Regions from separate parts of the Mus musculus genome. Here region 2 is linked to region 1. The links are chromatin contacts, called in public HiChIP or PLAC-seq maps. All regions are on one chromosome and are shown on one strand. The core of a region is the stretch at or near the end of the contact, and the rest is flanking DNA. Distances in the headings are between cores, read along the strand shown. Region 1 holds the start of Ran (RAN, member RAS oncogene family). Region 2 overlaps Sfswap (splicing factor SWAP).

Region 1 (7,358 bases), core at 4,752-7,251:
TTCGTTTTGCTTTTTGGGAAAAGTTTCGTGACAAGGCCAAGTGGTCACGTGTTGTGTAGGGCCACACTTTCCCTTTAGAAAAAGCCAAGCATCTGAGAAGTTACTGATACTCATCCCCACGAGAATAAAATGGGAAATGTCTTACAGTTTCTTACTCCTTTGCTTTTTTGTTTTGTACTATCAAGGCCAACTGAGGATCTAGTCTTTAGAGGCCAGCAAGTACTTTTGAGACAGGGTTTCTCTGTATAGCCCTGGCTGTCCTGGAACTCACTCTGTAGACCAGGCAGGCCTCGAACTCAGAAATCCGACTGCCTCTGCCTCCCAAGTGCTGGGATTAAAGGCGTGCGCCACCACCGCCCAGCTTCTTACTCCTTTGCAAAGGCAACAAATTTGACAGAGACTGCACAAACAGAAAATACTGGTCCTGCATTTGATAACTTCGTAATGATATCATCTCTGATTTGTAAAAGTTCCAATCGTGTGTGCATTTAGATCACCATCATCTTTTATTTTGATCCCCATGGATGCTGACCAAGTACTTATCCATGAAGCACCCTCCTAGCTTTGAATCACCATGCTTCCTACTAGACCACGGCTCTGCTATTTCTGAGTGCTCACTGTACATTCAGAAGGAGCTGAAGGTACAGTTGGTGGTTCAAAGACTACTGAGTGAGTGTGCGTTGTGTTCAGGGCTCTGTGGACCATGCTGTGCAGTGAGAATTTGGGGTCCTTAAAAAAATCCAGTTAGGTTATGTGAAAATATTTTTGTTTTAATCCCAGATGTGAGAAAAGAGGCTGCTTCACAGCAGGTGGTTATGATCTGACTCGTGCACTTGCAGGGGAGTGATTTTTTTATTTTATTTTATTTTATTTTAATTAATTAATTAATTTATTTATTTTTTGCCGGCTGCAGATAGTTTAATTCTGAAGATAGTTTAATGGGAGAGCCCTGGGAAGGTCTGAGGAGGCTGTTAGGTCCCTGCTGCTCCTGGTTTCTGTTGTTGCTGTTTGACGATTGGATTTACCTCAAAGAATCACTCCTAATCAGCAGGAAGTAGTCTTTTTTGTTGGCTGAAAGATATCTATACCCACTTTCCCTTCTAACCTCCTTTCTCTCCTACCTAGTGTTAGGAAGGTTGGGAGGGACTAGGGTGTAATAAGTTTAGAAAGAAGGTAGAGATATAATAATCTAATAAAATAGCTTTAAAAAAAATCACACCAAGCCAGGCAGTGGTGGTGCATGCCTTTAATCCCAGGACTCGAGAGGCAGAGGCAGGCAGATTTTTGAGTTCGAGGCCAGCCTAGTCTACAGAGTGAGTTCTAGGACAGCTAGGGCTACACAGAGAAACCCTATCTCAAAAAACCAACAAAATAAAAATAAATAAATAAATAAATAATCACGGCAACAATGTGCTGACTATGAAAGACTGGTCCCGGTATTTCCAGTTATGTGCTTTGGGAAGACGAGTAGGTGCTTTGATGATCGGGGAAAGCCTGGGTGTGAGACTGTAACTGGGCAGTATATTCAGGCTGGGCCATTCAAGGAGAGGAGCCTGTTAGGCCAGGGGGTGGGGGTTGGGGGCAGCCTTTAGACAGAGAGTAAGTGCAAAGGCCTTGGAACAAGAGCAAGCTTGGCTGCAATAAGACTCAGAAAGGTCATGAAGGCCTCCAAAGAGTAACGGGGAGAGAAGAGGAACAGGGGAGGAGGGAGGAGGGAGAGACATGAGGTAGGGTACCTAGAGTGAGAAGGAATGGCTGGAGGAGGGTGTGGGGTGGGTTTATAAAGGTTGTCCTGTGCCTTTAAAGTCTTTTATTTTATTTATTTATTTATTTATTTATTTATTTATTTATTTATTATATGTAAGTACACTGTAGCTGTCTTCAGATACCCCAGAAGAGGGCATCAGATCTCACTGTGGATGGTTGTGAGCCACCATGTGGTTGCTGGGATTTGAACTCAGGACCTTTGGAAGAGCAGTCAGTGCTCTTACCCGCTGAGCCATCCAGCCTGCCTTTGAAGTTTTGATGGTGGTCACACCAGTACTCCTATGGTATTACTATTCAAGCTGCACGTCCAGAAGTTAATTACAAGGACATATTGGACACCATCCAGATGGAGGTTCTGTCAGCTTTCGGCTGCCATCCAACCTATGCCTGGAGATATCACCCTGTGGTAAGAAAGCTTTGAAGCTTTGACACTCACGGGTTTAAAGGATTCAGCCTGGGGTCAGTTAGCTAGTCCATTGCGTTGGGCCTGTGGGCAGGCAACAAATCATGGCAGGAACATAGGATAGAAAAAAAAACCAACCAACCAAACAAACAAACAAACAAAAAACAGAACAAGCAGAACTAAAAAAAAAAAACCTTAGCTCATGGCGAGAAAGAGAAAGAGAAAGAGAAAGAGAAAGAGAAAGAGAAAGAGAAAGAGAAAGAGGAAGAGAAAGAGAGAAAGAGAAAGAGACTAGGGCCCCATAGTTCCTGTGAAGTGTGTAACTCCCACAACCTCAAGCCCCTCTCTAGGCAACATAGTATCTTAATATCTCCACCACATCTCCTTATTGCCAGGCCGAGGTGAAGCCTTTAACACAGGGCCTATGAGGGACACTCTATATTCAAGCAACAGCAGGGATGTCCTGCAAAATGAGTGATCCAACATATACCCTGCAGGTGTCAAGGGACTGCTTAGATTCAAAGACACAAGGGGACCTGAGGACCAAAGCAACAGGGAACTCTGGGATGGGTCCCAGACATGGTGTTGATGTCACAAATGGGATTAAGTTCTAAAGATTAGGAAACAAAATAAAAAATGTTAAACTCAAGGTATTGGTCAGGATTCCAAAGTTGTGTAGCCAAATGACCTTAGTTTTAAAAAATACATTTGGGACTGTAGAGGTGACTCGGTCGTTAAGAGTACTACCTGCTCTTCCAGAGGACCTGGGTTCAATTCCCAGCACCTACAAGACAGCTCACAACTATTCTGTAATTCCAGTTCCATGGGATCCAACACCATCATACAGACATTCAGGCAAAACTACTAGTACATAGGAAATAAAAATAAATCATTTAGAAAAAAAGAAATACACACAAACATTGTGTACCCTACACCCTCAAACATTACAGAGGAAGTATCATACATAAACAACAGGTCTTGATTCTTAAAAAATTTTCTTAAATTGATTTCTTAAAATACACAGGTATGTATTTGTATTTATTTATTTGTGTGTGTGTGTAGCATTGTATTAGGACCTTTGGGTGGCTTAGGGGGTAAAACTGCCATGCCTGACTCCCTGAGTTCAATCCTCAGGACCCATATGATGGAAGGAGAGAACTGATCTCAGTGTTGTCCTCTGACCTATTCACGCAGTGCAAATAAACAGATGCTTAAAACAATGCACTAGTCAGGGTTCTCTAGAGGAACAGAACCAATAAAATGTGTGTGTGTGTGTGTGTGTGTGTGTGTGTGTGTGTGTGTGTGTGTTTTCAAATGGACTACAGAATATGGGTTAGGTGGCCCAACAATGGTTACCTAAATGTTGGAGAGCCTGAGGAACCAGGAACTGTTCGGTCCATAAGGCTGAATGCCTTAGGAATCCCAATGGTCCATGGTGGAAGCTGAAGATGTTGAGTTTGATGCCAGCTGAGTACAACAGCTGCAGCAATGAGAGAGACATACTCAGCAGCAGGAAGGAAGGGGAAGCAGGGTTGCTTTCTCCTAGGACCTCTCTATCTGGACCACTTAGGGAAGATGTTGCCTACCCTGGAGGAGAGTCCTCCTACCTCATTTAATGGCCTCCTGGAAATGCCCTGATGACCTATAGAGAGGCATGTCCCTTAGTTAATTCTACCTTCAATCAAGTTGACCACAGATATTAACCAACCAGATATACATGTATACCTTAAGAGGAAGAAAGTGGACAATAAGACATATGAAAGAGCAGGCGTGTTAGCAACTCCTCTTGCCCCTGTGACCAAAAATACTGGAAAGAATCAAGTGTGGAGAAAGGACTTACCTTGGTTCATGGCGGATACAGTTTATCATAGTAGGATGGTATGGCTTCGGTCTCATTCCATGGTGGTGGGAGCTCACACTACAGGATATACTCTTTAAGGCTGACACCCCACCCCCCACCCCCCAGTCACTCACTAGGTCACAAGTCTAAAACAGCATGGTTGGTGGGGGATGAAATATCCAACACAGGAGAGATCTCAAATTCAAATTATACTAAAGATTTGGGGTTTTAGAAGAAAATACAATTAGCTATTTTTCTCATCGCTAGACAAAAATACTTGATAAAAAGCAACTTTTGGCTAGTTTCTTTTTGGCTCACAATTCCAATGGTACAATTTATTACATCTGCAGAAGATGGAAGGCATAATGGTGAGAGTGTGAGGTGGCTGGTTACATTGTATCCACAGTCAGGAAGCAGAGAGACCGATGCTGGTCTCCATTTTGTTCAGTCTAGGGTACTGCCCAGGTTCAGTTAAACCTCTCTGTGAGTACAAGAGACACACCCTTCACAACCCTAAATCCAGTAGACTAACCATCACAAGCTACAATCCCTTCCGCAACAGCAACTTTCCCCCCAAGGCTGTACAAATAGCCTGTCTATAGCTGTCTCCCGACCAACACCCACACCCCCAGTACTCATACATGTTAAGTTTTAAAGTTCAGGCTAAGAATAGGTTTGCAGTTCACGTTGGATGGCAAAGAAAATGCTGTAAACCAGGCAGCAGTGGGCAGTCCAGACAGTGCTTGCAGGGAGAGCTGCGCCTATGCCCGCTTGAGTGTATTCTCTTGTTTCCCTCGGCTTCTTAGGATGAGGTTCTTTGTAAGTTCTAAGCGTGGGCCAGTTAGTAACACAAACCAGGCCACCAGATGATGCGGTTCGGCAGGCTGGTTGCCAGGACAAGTAAGTTCATGATAAGTTTTCTCGGGGAGAGGGTCACTGGTGATGTCACCACCCAGCACCAGGTGCTACATTGTATCAACAATCTACCAAACTGGAACTAGGCGGGTTGACCGTTTTTCTCCTAAACTCTGTTTGATCTCCACCTCCTGTTATATCCTCTATTGAATACAGCTCACAGCATAGCCCCTTGTAGCCGACTTGTTACATATACTCCAAAATATAGTAACTTTGTATTTATATAAATATGTAACTGACGTTCCATTAAACATACTATGTTAACGTTATGTTATAGTTTTTGTGCACACTTTCCCACCTGTCTTCTACCTAAGTTGCCCAGGCTAGCCTTGGAACCCTAAGGCCTGTGCTGGCTCCTTTTAGATTGCATAGTACAAAGTAACAGCAGGGCCCCCAAGCTCTGGTCATCAGAGATACATTTTCCATTTCCCCAGCAGCATCTGTATTTGCTGGTCAATTGCTGCTCAGGAGGGAGCCAGGGTAGGGTATCTTCTGCGAGACAGATTACTCAGACCACGCAACAGAGGAAGGGCCCTGGGATGCTGAACGCCTGGACTAACTGCATCCGGTCCCATCCTCCCAGGAAGGCCAGGCCGTGTCCATGCCGGGCACGCATGGCTGACGCAAGCCGGGCCTCGGGCGCGCGCACCCTCATTCATTCCCTCCATTCATTCTGCAGACGGCGGCCGCGCACACTTAGCGATCGCCCGCCCGCGAGATCCCCGGTGCCTGTGGACACAGGACTTGGGGACGAAGGTCGGGCGGTGCCCGCTGAGCGGCAGCGAGCGACCGAGAAGCAGCACCCGCCTTTCCCGCCCACGAGGCCCCTGGCTAGGCCGCCGCCCGCGTAACGCGCGGCCTCCCGCAGCCAGCGCATGCGCGTGGCAGCCCGCGCTCAGCGCCGGCTCCCGCGGGCCCTTCACGGTCCGCGTGCGTGCGCGTCCCCGCTCGGCCGGCCCACGTGACCCGCCGCCCCTCTCCCGCCCTGGGCGCTCCGAGGGCCCCCGGCCGAGTCGGACGGCTCCAGCGGACGTGCGCGTGCACGCGCGCCGCGTGGTTGGGCGCGGCGCCGTTGCTCCGCCCTCTCCCGGCTCCTCCCCCCCTCCGCGCGCCGGCGTCCGCTGCGTCTCCGGCATTTGAATCGCGCTTCCGCCATCTTTCCAGCTCCAGTCGGACAGGCGCGGAGACTCTTCTGGAAGGTAGCGTCGAGGCCGGGAGGGTGCGGGCGCGGGCGCGGGCGGTGACCGGAGGGTTTGGGTGTCCTTCGGGTGGGCGCGGGGCGGCGCTGGCGACGAGGCGAGGCGAGGCGGACGGGCAGCGCCCTGGGCTTTTTCAGCCCGCTTCCCTTCCCCCCACCGTCTCACGCCGCGTCCCCGCCTTCCCGCGCGCTCTTCCCGGCCGCGGCCTTTGTGGGGCGCACGTGCCGCAGCCGCTCTCTCTCCCCGCAGGATCCGCCGCGATGGCCGCCCAGGGAGAGCCGCAGGTCCAGTTCAAGGTGCGTGTGCGGCCGCACGGGGGCCCTCGGAGGGCGAGCGAGCGGGGAGGTCGGGAGGGGACGGCATGGCGGGGACCGCTCACGCCGCCGCCTCGTCTCTTGAATCTAGCTCGTCCTGGTGGGCGACGGCGGCACCGGGAAGACAACCTTCGTGAAGCGCCACTTGACGGGCGAGTTTGAGAAGAAGTATGTAGGTAGGTGCGGCCGGGGGTGCTTCACGGCAGCGAGGCCTCCGGGGGAAGGCGGCGGGCAGTGCACGGCTGACCCCTTCTGCCGCCCTGTTCCCCGCAGCCACCCTGGGCGTGGAGGTGCACCCGCTCGTCTTCCATACCAACAGAGGACCCATCAAGTTCAACGTGTGGGACACGGCCGGCCAGGAGAAGTTCGGGGGCCTGCGCGATGGCTACTACATCCAAGGTGAGGGGGGCCTTGCGGAAGTGGGCCCAGGCCCTCGGACATGTGCTTGGGGTATGAGCCGGAGAGCCAGCCGTTGCCGGGTGACTAAGGAGAGGGGACAGAAATCTCTTGGAGGGAGGCGACCTGGTTGGAGTGGATAGGAGATTTTTTTTTTCTTTTATAAGAATCGTCCGTGGTGTCGTTTGATCATATGCTGTGTCATGCTAGGCATTGATTTGGGGCAAACTGTGTGGCTTCAGAACTTAGTAGGAGACTAAGCTATTGGGAAAGCTCCCGGGTCACTTTTTGGTTTTCGAAACTTGAATTAAGGGCTACACGCAGTAGCTTACCCGTGATTATTCCCATCATTAAAATAAGTAGTGAGCATTTGCCCCAAGATACTAAACCTCTAGCCCCTCCTGGAGCCAGGCCCTCTCTCACACGTGAAACCTGCCGCCTCATGGAAACTGTACTTTTACTTTTCTCCTTGAAAGTAATCGAAAAAGCTTAGTGGGGAAAGAGTCTGTTGGTGTTTAAAGACG
Region 2 (7,373 bases), core at 1,492-3,991, 510 kb after region 1:
AAAGAGAAACTTGGGTTCTCCTCTGGGGACCCTAAAGCTTTACAGTATCCACTCTGTGAACTTTGCTGTCCTGAGAAGGAATGACTCAGCAGTGACAGTGACTGTTGGTGCCAACAGAAGTGCTCAAGACATCATGGCCTCCCCCTCGTGTACATTTCTAGTGTGAAGGAAGCAGGGCCTCGCAGAGGTAAGGGAGAGCCACTCACCTCATAGAACCTGCTGCAGCATGCAGATAGCAACAGGCGTCTGTTGTCAGGGAAAAGAGGGTGTGGAGTTGCTCATTGACTCTGAGATTACTATGGTAATAACCATCCTGGGACTGGTCCAGGCAAAACATAGTCATAAAAAATGACCACTTCTGGCAAGCTGGGCTGTGGTGCTTCAGAGCAAGCCTTCCCAGCCAGTCACCTACAGGTTTGCCTGAGTTATGCTTTGTTATGCCTCTTTGTGGAAGTAGCTACATTGCTAGATACATGGGAATGAGAGATGTGGCTGGTGTTGGGTCTCGTGCCCTGGATCGTCAGTTTGGTTGTGCTGTGAGAGTGCAGGAGGTGAGCAAAGCATACTGCTGGCTGCCTGGCGAGTGTTTCCTGAGAGACTGCAGGGGATAGTGAAGGACACTGTTGGACACAGCAGTGGATGTGTGATTGTGTCTCCACAGCTGAATAGGTTGTCAGGGCTTTGATCTAATCTGGAATTAGTTTCTTGATGACTATGGCTATGACAGCATTATTGGGAAGGATGGAAAGGAGAAGATGGAGCCTTTGAAGGACATGGCATTTGTCCTGACTTCTTTCCATAGTCCTTTTTCTGGTTCACCATAGTGTGAACTAAGCAGCTCTGAAACCATGAGCCTGGATGAGTTCATTCCTCCCCTGTGGACTTTAAGCCTGGGATTTTGGTCACAGTAGTGCAGACTGACAAACTGAGTACAGCATTGCAGTGCTAAGGAGTAGATCTGTAAGCCATTGGGGTACAGCCACTGACATCACAAGGCTAGAAAAGAGCAGGAAAACAGGGAAGGATTGCCACAAGTTCAAGGCTAGGCAAGCCTACAGAATGAGACCTGTCTGAAAACAAACAAAATCAAGAAAGTCACAGTTGTGGGTGGGATCAAAAAGAGCTGTTATTCCACTGACTTTTCTGCTTTCAGGAAGACTTTGAGAAAACAAAGACAAGTGTTTCTGTAGGAAGTTCCAAGATTGTAGCCCTTGGCCAGATTGTCAGTGTGCTTTCAGCAGCCTATACCTGCAAAAGACATGTGTGTGTAGCCTGTGGTTTGAAGATGATTTGTTACAAGGGATACCAAACTCAAGCCCTATTAGATGAGGCTAACCCAAGAAGAGTGCCTCTTTCCTCACTAGTACACCCGTACTGATGGAAGTAACAGTCTCGAGACAGCAGCTTTGATGATAGTGTTAGTTCCACCAAAGTGGACATTTGGAGCTGAGCATATCAGCACACACATGTCTGTAGCTACCTAGCAGTCAGGAGACCAAGGTGGGCAGATGACAAGAAGGAAAAACTGCCTGTTTGTTTTCATTTCTCTCACATCATATAAAGATCTAATAATGTCTTCAGTTTTACCTGAAGGTACACAGAAACACAATCTATGTCTTTCTTTTTATTACATTGTAAATTTTTTGTGTATCTGTATATGTGTGGCTGTGAGTATGTCATGGCATAAAAATGGAAGTTCAGGGATAACTTGTAGGAATCAGGTCTCTCCTACAGTATGGATGGCTCTTGGAGATCAAACTCAGGTTCGAACTCAGAAATCCGCCTGCCTCTGCCTCCCGAGTGCTGGGATTAAAGGCATGCGCCACCACGCCCGGCATATCTGTCTTTTCTACAGATGTTTACCAGCCTCTACTCTCAGTCTCAAATTGTGAGGTAACTTATCTGAGTATCCATGTGTCAGTTACCCACAGAGATGTGTTCTAAAGAGGACAATGTCAGAGAGTTTTACTTTAGGATTATATCTTGGAGTGTGTGTGTGCCCCCACTAAGATGGTTGTGACGTCACTGGTAGTCTCACTGAACCCTCATTGACCTAAGCAGTGTTCCCCTGGTTTTATATGAAGCCCTGCACACTTTAGTGGAAATCTGCTTTGTTAAGAAGCTGGCTTTGCAGCATACCATTTGTTAGCTTTATGCAGAGATGCATCAGTGTATTTGAGGTGACAGGAGAGTTATTATATAAATCAGTAAAAGCCAATGTCTGAGAGCAAAATAGGTGGGTGGGTAAAGGGGGGACAGGGGTTGTGGCAGCAGGATTAGCAATCAAGCCAAGGTTGCCAGTGGTGCTTGCTAACTAAGAATCCGACTAGGAATGTGCCAGAGGATTGTGTGTCTGGGAGGATGAACTCTAGGTGCAACTGAGGTCTTGTCAGCCAGCCATAGACTAGCACAGCAGTTTTCTCAAACAGCGGCAAGAAACCTTCCTAGCACACTCTGCTGCTCTGCCAGCATTTGACAAGAGGCAGTCAGGTAGGTGCTCATTCAAAGAATCTCTTTCACTGTGTCTGCTTTCAGAGTGGATTGATTTGTTCTGGGTAGAAATTCTCTAGTACAGCTGTGTTTGCCAGCCAATTCCTCATCACAGTGCTGGGTCAGCAGCTGTTTGCCCCACACATTTAGTAGTGGTTTTAGTTCTTCACATTCTGATAGTAGCAACAGGCTCACCACCATTTCACCAAGGGTCCTGATCCTATGGCTCCATCTTGGAAACTATCCTATTGTTCAGATGACTCACCCAGTTGGCTGTGTGTACTGCTGAGTCTATAGTGTTCAGATAACTGACACACATCCTTTATGAACGAGTAGGGGGCAGAAAGTAACTGAGAGGGAACATGGAACCATGCCAGGTGATCTAGGCCTTTACAAAGGCCTCCCTGCTCTACAGAGTGAGTTCCAGGACAGCCTGGGCAACTTACTGAGAGTTTGCTTCAAACTAATAATGAAGACATGGGAGATGGACATCTCAGTGGTTAAGAGCACTTGGTCTGGTACCTAAGTACATGCACAAAAGCCAGACATGGCTGCACATGCCAGGAACCACAGCATGGGGGTTGGAGACAGGAAGGTCCCAGGAGTTCACTGGCCTACCAGCCTAACTGAAATGGTGAGCTTCTGATTTAATGAGAAACCCTGGCTCAAAATGAGAAGACAACTGAGGGTGACACCCAGTATCCTGCTCTGATAACCACATTCTCACATGCATGTAGCACATGCACACACATACCACACACACCTTTTTGTTTAATCACCAGTATTGGGGAAAAGTATCAGTATTGTGCTTTCTCTTTGCTACAAGTTCAAGAACATGATGAATATGGTAAGATGTTTCTTATTTCTTTGATTATAATTAGTACATGCTAAGTTTTTGTTTTAATTAGAGCGGGACATATCTATACTTTGAAAGTCAAATGCATACTTGTTATGAAAAATGTCTGCACTCCATCTCCCAGAGCCAGTCTGGGTTCCAGGATTACTTGAAACACTAGTCTCTGAAGTTGGGTCGACTCTATCCACCCTTGCTGTGGCTACACCTCTGTTCCTCCACATCCTGAAGTTAGGTGCTCTGGGATCTTCTTCTGCAACAGACAGCAATCTCTTTACTTGCAAGTGCCCCTCAAGCTTTCTCATGCCCAGAGTTTAACACTCCCACCTGGTGGTTTTTTTTTTTTTTTTGGTTGTCTTAAGCCTTTAGAGGAGCAAACAGGTAGAGGATATGTATATAAAAATATATTCTAGAGTCAGGCAGTGGTGGTGCACGCCTTTAATCCCAGCACTTGGGAGGCAGAGGCAGGTGGATTTCTGAGTTCGAGGCCAGCCTTGTCTACAGAGTGAGTTCCAGGACAGCCAGAGCTATACAGAGAAACCCTGTCTCGAAAAACAAAACAAACGTGTGTATGTGTGTGTGTGTGTGTGTGTGTGTATTAAAAGGGAGTCATAACAACAATCTGCACAGTAGTGGTGGGGTAGTCCAGCAGTTGCTCTCTGTGTACCAGAGAGAATGAGAACTTGGTAACTGCTTCAGCAGTCAGTGTGGTGCTGAAGACCTGGAAGACTCCAGAGCTGTCAGTCGTCAGTACGTATTGGAAGGCCAACGTAGCTGGAGTCTGATATCAATCAGATCTTGAGATGAGTTAGATAGACTTAGCAGCAAGAAATGAAGGGAAGTGGCTGGAGAGAGGTAGCTCAGCAGTTAAAAGCACTGGCTCCTCTTTCAGAGTATCCAGGTTCAATTTGAACCATCTGTAATCCTAGTCTTAGATCTAACATCTTCTGGCATCTAAGGGTACCAAGTACACACTGATGCAGAGACAAACATGTAGGCAAAACACTCATCCATAAAAAAGAAAGAAAGAACAAAATGAGGGCACATAGACATGCAAACACTGTTTTGCCTCAAACATCTTTATGTATCTGGTATACCCACAGGAAAGTGCTACACACTTGGTGGATGGGTCACCTCTCATTTAATCCTTCCTGGAAATGCACTCACAGACCCTCCTAGATAAACAGCTGAAAACATCAACTTTTCCCCCAGAGCAGATATCTTCAGGTTATACTCTATAACTTAAATATGATACACAGAGCGACAACACTTAAGTTCTGACATTTTCTTAATGTTATATGGTAATAGAATAGGGAAAGAAAGAAAACACAAATATCTGCTTACTAATGCATACATATAAAGCCATGAACATTTTAACAAAGTAAGACAGAAACATTCACGGCAGTTACATTCCTCATTTCTGTGATTGGTTACTTGGCTACAGTTGTTTATATTTTTCTACTTCCCAGCTCATATGCTCAGCAAGTCCTGTTTCTTTACCTGTGGGAGTAGCCTGAAACTTACTTGTAACACAGGAGGGCTGAGGATTTATGTCCTCCCTGCCTCAGCCTCCTGAAAGGTTCTGGCTCCTTTACCATCCTGCCTGGATCGAGTTGTTACAGTTTCAGACTTAACTCAGAACATGGTCACACCAAGAAAGACTCTACTCTTCCTTTCTCCATAGCAGTCCAGTTTCTCTGTGATGTCTGGAGCAATTATTTCTAAAAACATTGTAACTCCTTTCTTAATGTTGATTCAAGGACATCAGGAGCCAGAGTGGCCAGGGGAAAGTCTTAGCTTCTAGTTTAACTGAATCCATGTAATGCTTCTTGTGCCTCCTAACAGAAGCACTCCTTCCTCTGGAACCAAGACATCTAGGCTAGCACAGCATTAAATTGTAGGAACAGAAAGCAAAATGTTGCTAGTGAACCACTGGGGGTAGTAGTATTGAGTGGTAACGTTCCCATTTCTATCCCTTGAGTCTTGGATCCATGAATCCTGGCTATAGGAGAAACTACCATATTCTGAACACTGAATCGGAGCATTGTAGTCTTCTAGAGGACTCTGCCCCAGCCCTTCAGGCTACTGCTGCCTACTTGGCCATATAGCTGTGTCTTTAAAAAGCCATTCCATCATCTGGTCAAGCCAGCTGCTTTAGTTGTTGATCCCATGTATCATCCTCGCCTCGCCATTGTGACTCCTTTGTTCATGGGTCCATTGGGTAATGACAGGAATGGCCTTCCAGGAAAAGTTGACTTCTGTCTACAAAGCAAGCCATCCTGCTTGCTTGTTGACATTCTCCTTTGCTGATGTCACCATTTGATGAGCATTTACACAGGACACAAGTATCTTCACTTCATTTGAAGAGATCTGTTTATATTCCTCTTCCCCAAATGTCTATCTTACCAATTTTCCAATCATGTTCTTTCCAAGTCTGCAGCTGTTCATCCAAACTACTGGGCATGCCCTTTGTGTCAGTGTATAAATTGTACATCTGTCCAAATGAAATGTATATGGCCAGCAAGATGGCTTATTGAGTTAAAGGTGCTTGCTTGCCACCAAGCCTGACAACCTGAGTTCAATTCCCAGGACCAATATAGTAGAATGAGAGAACTATCTCCCACAGGTTGTCCTTTGACCTCAGTGCACACCAATAACATGCATGCATGCATAAAGAGAATAAAAATAATACTAAAAATATACAACTCTGCCCTGCCCAAAGTTGTGCCTACCACAGGATTTTCCTTCAGGGTTGTCCCAGAAAGGTGCTGTAATACTACAGTTAGCTATCCTCTTCTGGGGAATGGACTCTACATAGGGTAGCACTATTCATAAATCAGGCCTCACTTTTGTTCTCTTTAGTCGTCCAGTCACAGAACATGCCTCCTGACGCAGTGAGTTCATGGAGACAGAAGGCATTGTTGGAGTAGTTGGAACCATAGGCATTTGGGTAACTTCATCTATGACCTACTTGGGCTCAGTTACATAAATATTATCACTTCCGATTGATGTCGCTTTGCTGCTTTGCATGTCCAACTTTATGGCTTAGTAGGTAATGCCTAGCCTATGATGGGCAATTCAAGTCATGTGGTAATAGCCCATTGTCAGATTCTCAGGTTTCCACTAAGTCCCCATAGCAGGCCAAGAGCTCTCTCTCAAAATCATTGTCTGTGGGTGAGAGCAAGGCCTTGTTCCAAAGTTCCAAAGGCCTCCACTGTGATTCCCCTGTGCGGTCCTCAAAGGACCCAACCATTACCCCATGTAGCACTGACAACGCAGCAGTGCCATCAGGTTTGCTAGACCATGTGTTCCAAGTGGCACAGCAGCTGGATTGTTTCAGGGATTGTTGCTGTTATTTTGGACCCATTCCTGGTACCACAGTCTGTATTAGGCATGGTTCTCTTGACAAAAGAATAGAGTGTGTATGTTACAAGATGATTCACAGGACTGGCACAGACTGGTCTGGGTAGTGTCATAATAGCCATCTACCCACTGAAGGCTGAGAACCAAATATAGGTGCACAGTTCATAAGGCTGCTGGAGTCCCCACTGAAAGCCTAGGGGAGTACTGGGGAGTCATTGGTCTTCTCCCCCTGGGGCAAGGCCGAAGAGGCTGAGTCAGATGATGGATGGCAGCAGTAATAGGAGAACTGGGTGCACTTACAAGCAAAAAGCAGAGGTGGACCGGGCAGCAGTGCCTCTTCTTTTGGACCGCCTCTTCCTGTTTGATTTGCTGCAGAAAGGTGCCACCTACTCTGAGGGAGGGTCCTCTCCCCTCAGTTAATCCTTCCTGAAAATACCCTTACAGGCCTACCAGTCAAGATGAATCATCTTAAGTTCTAATAATGCCATCTTTCGAAGCCTGGGTGGCTGCTGCTGAAGCCAAAGACAGAAGCTGGTCCATCCGTCACTGTACACCTGTGTGTTAGCTGCTGGCAGCTGTTTTCCCAGTCTGCTACTCTAGTCTGGGGCTGTGTTGTCAGCCTCCAGCCTTAGGCTTTCCTGTGGCTTCTCCATCGCCCGACTGTACT

Evidence for each region. HiChIP or PLAC-seq counts read pairs in DNA pulled down with a chosen protein or histone mark.
Region 2: an H3K27ac HiChIP or PLAC-seq map of the NIH/3T3 cell line shows a contact between it and region 1, with 3 times the contacts expected there. The contact joins the enhancer-like site here to the promoter of Ran in region 1. A contact is called at or near these places in 2 of 39 promoter capture datasets (cranial neural crest and embryonic stem cells), 1 of 484 Hi-C or Micro-C datasets (nephron progenitors), 8 of 115 datasets of contacts at active chromatin or transcription factors (the 230-238 cell line, the NIH/3T3 cell line, embryonic midbrain and 4 more) and 1 of 9 other capture datasets (embryonic stem cells).

The regions. Positions count from the first base shown.
Region 1 is chr5:129,014,155-129,021,512 of GRCm38.p6, forward strand. It overlaps Ran (RAN, member RAS oncogene family), which reads left to right and starts at 6,002. Exons shown (of 7, transcript NM_009391.3): 1 at 6,002-6,124; 2 at 6,374-6,420; 3 at 6,530-6,614; 4 at 6,712-6,837. The coding sequence starts at 6,385.
Region 2 is chr5:129,527,025-129,534,397 of GRCm38.p6, forward strand. The region is part of intron 7 of Sfswap (splicing factor SWAP); the gene reads left to right. Among named protein-coding and RNA genes, the nearest start is that of Sfswap, 29 kb to the left of the region's middle. Within about 2 kb of position 2,742, at least 7 of the 459 cell types and tissues checked have an H3K27ac peak or open chromatin away from gene starts, as enhancers often do. A contact at or near this core is called in the NIH/3T3 cell line, where this site is marked.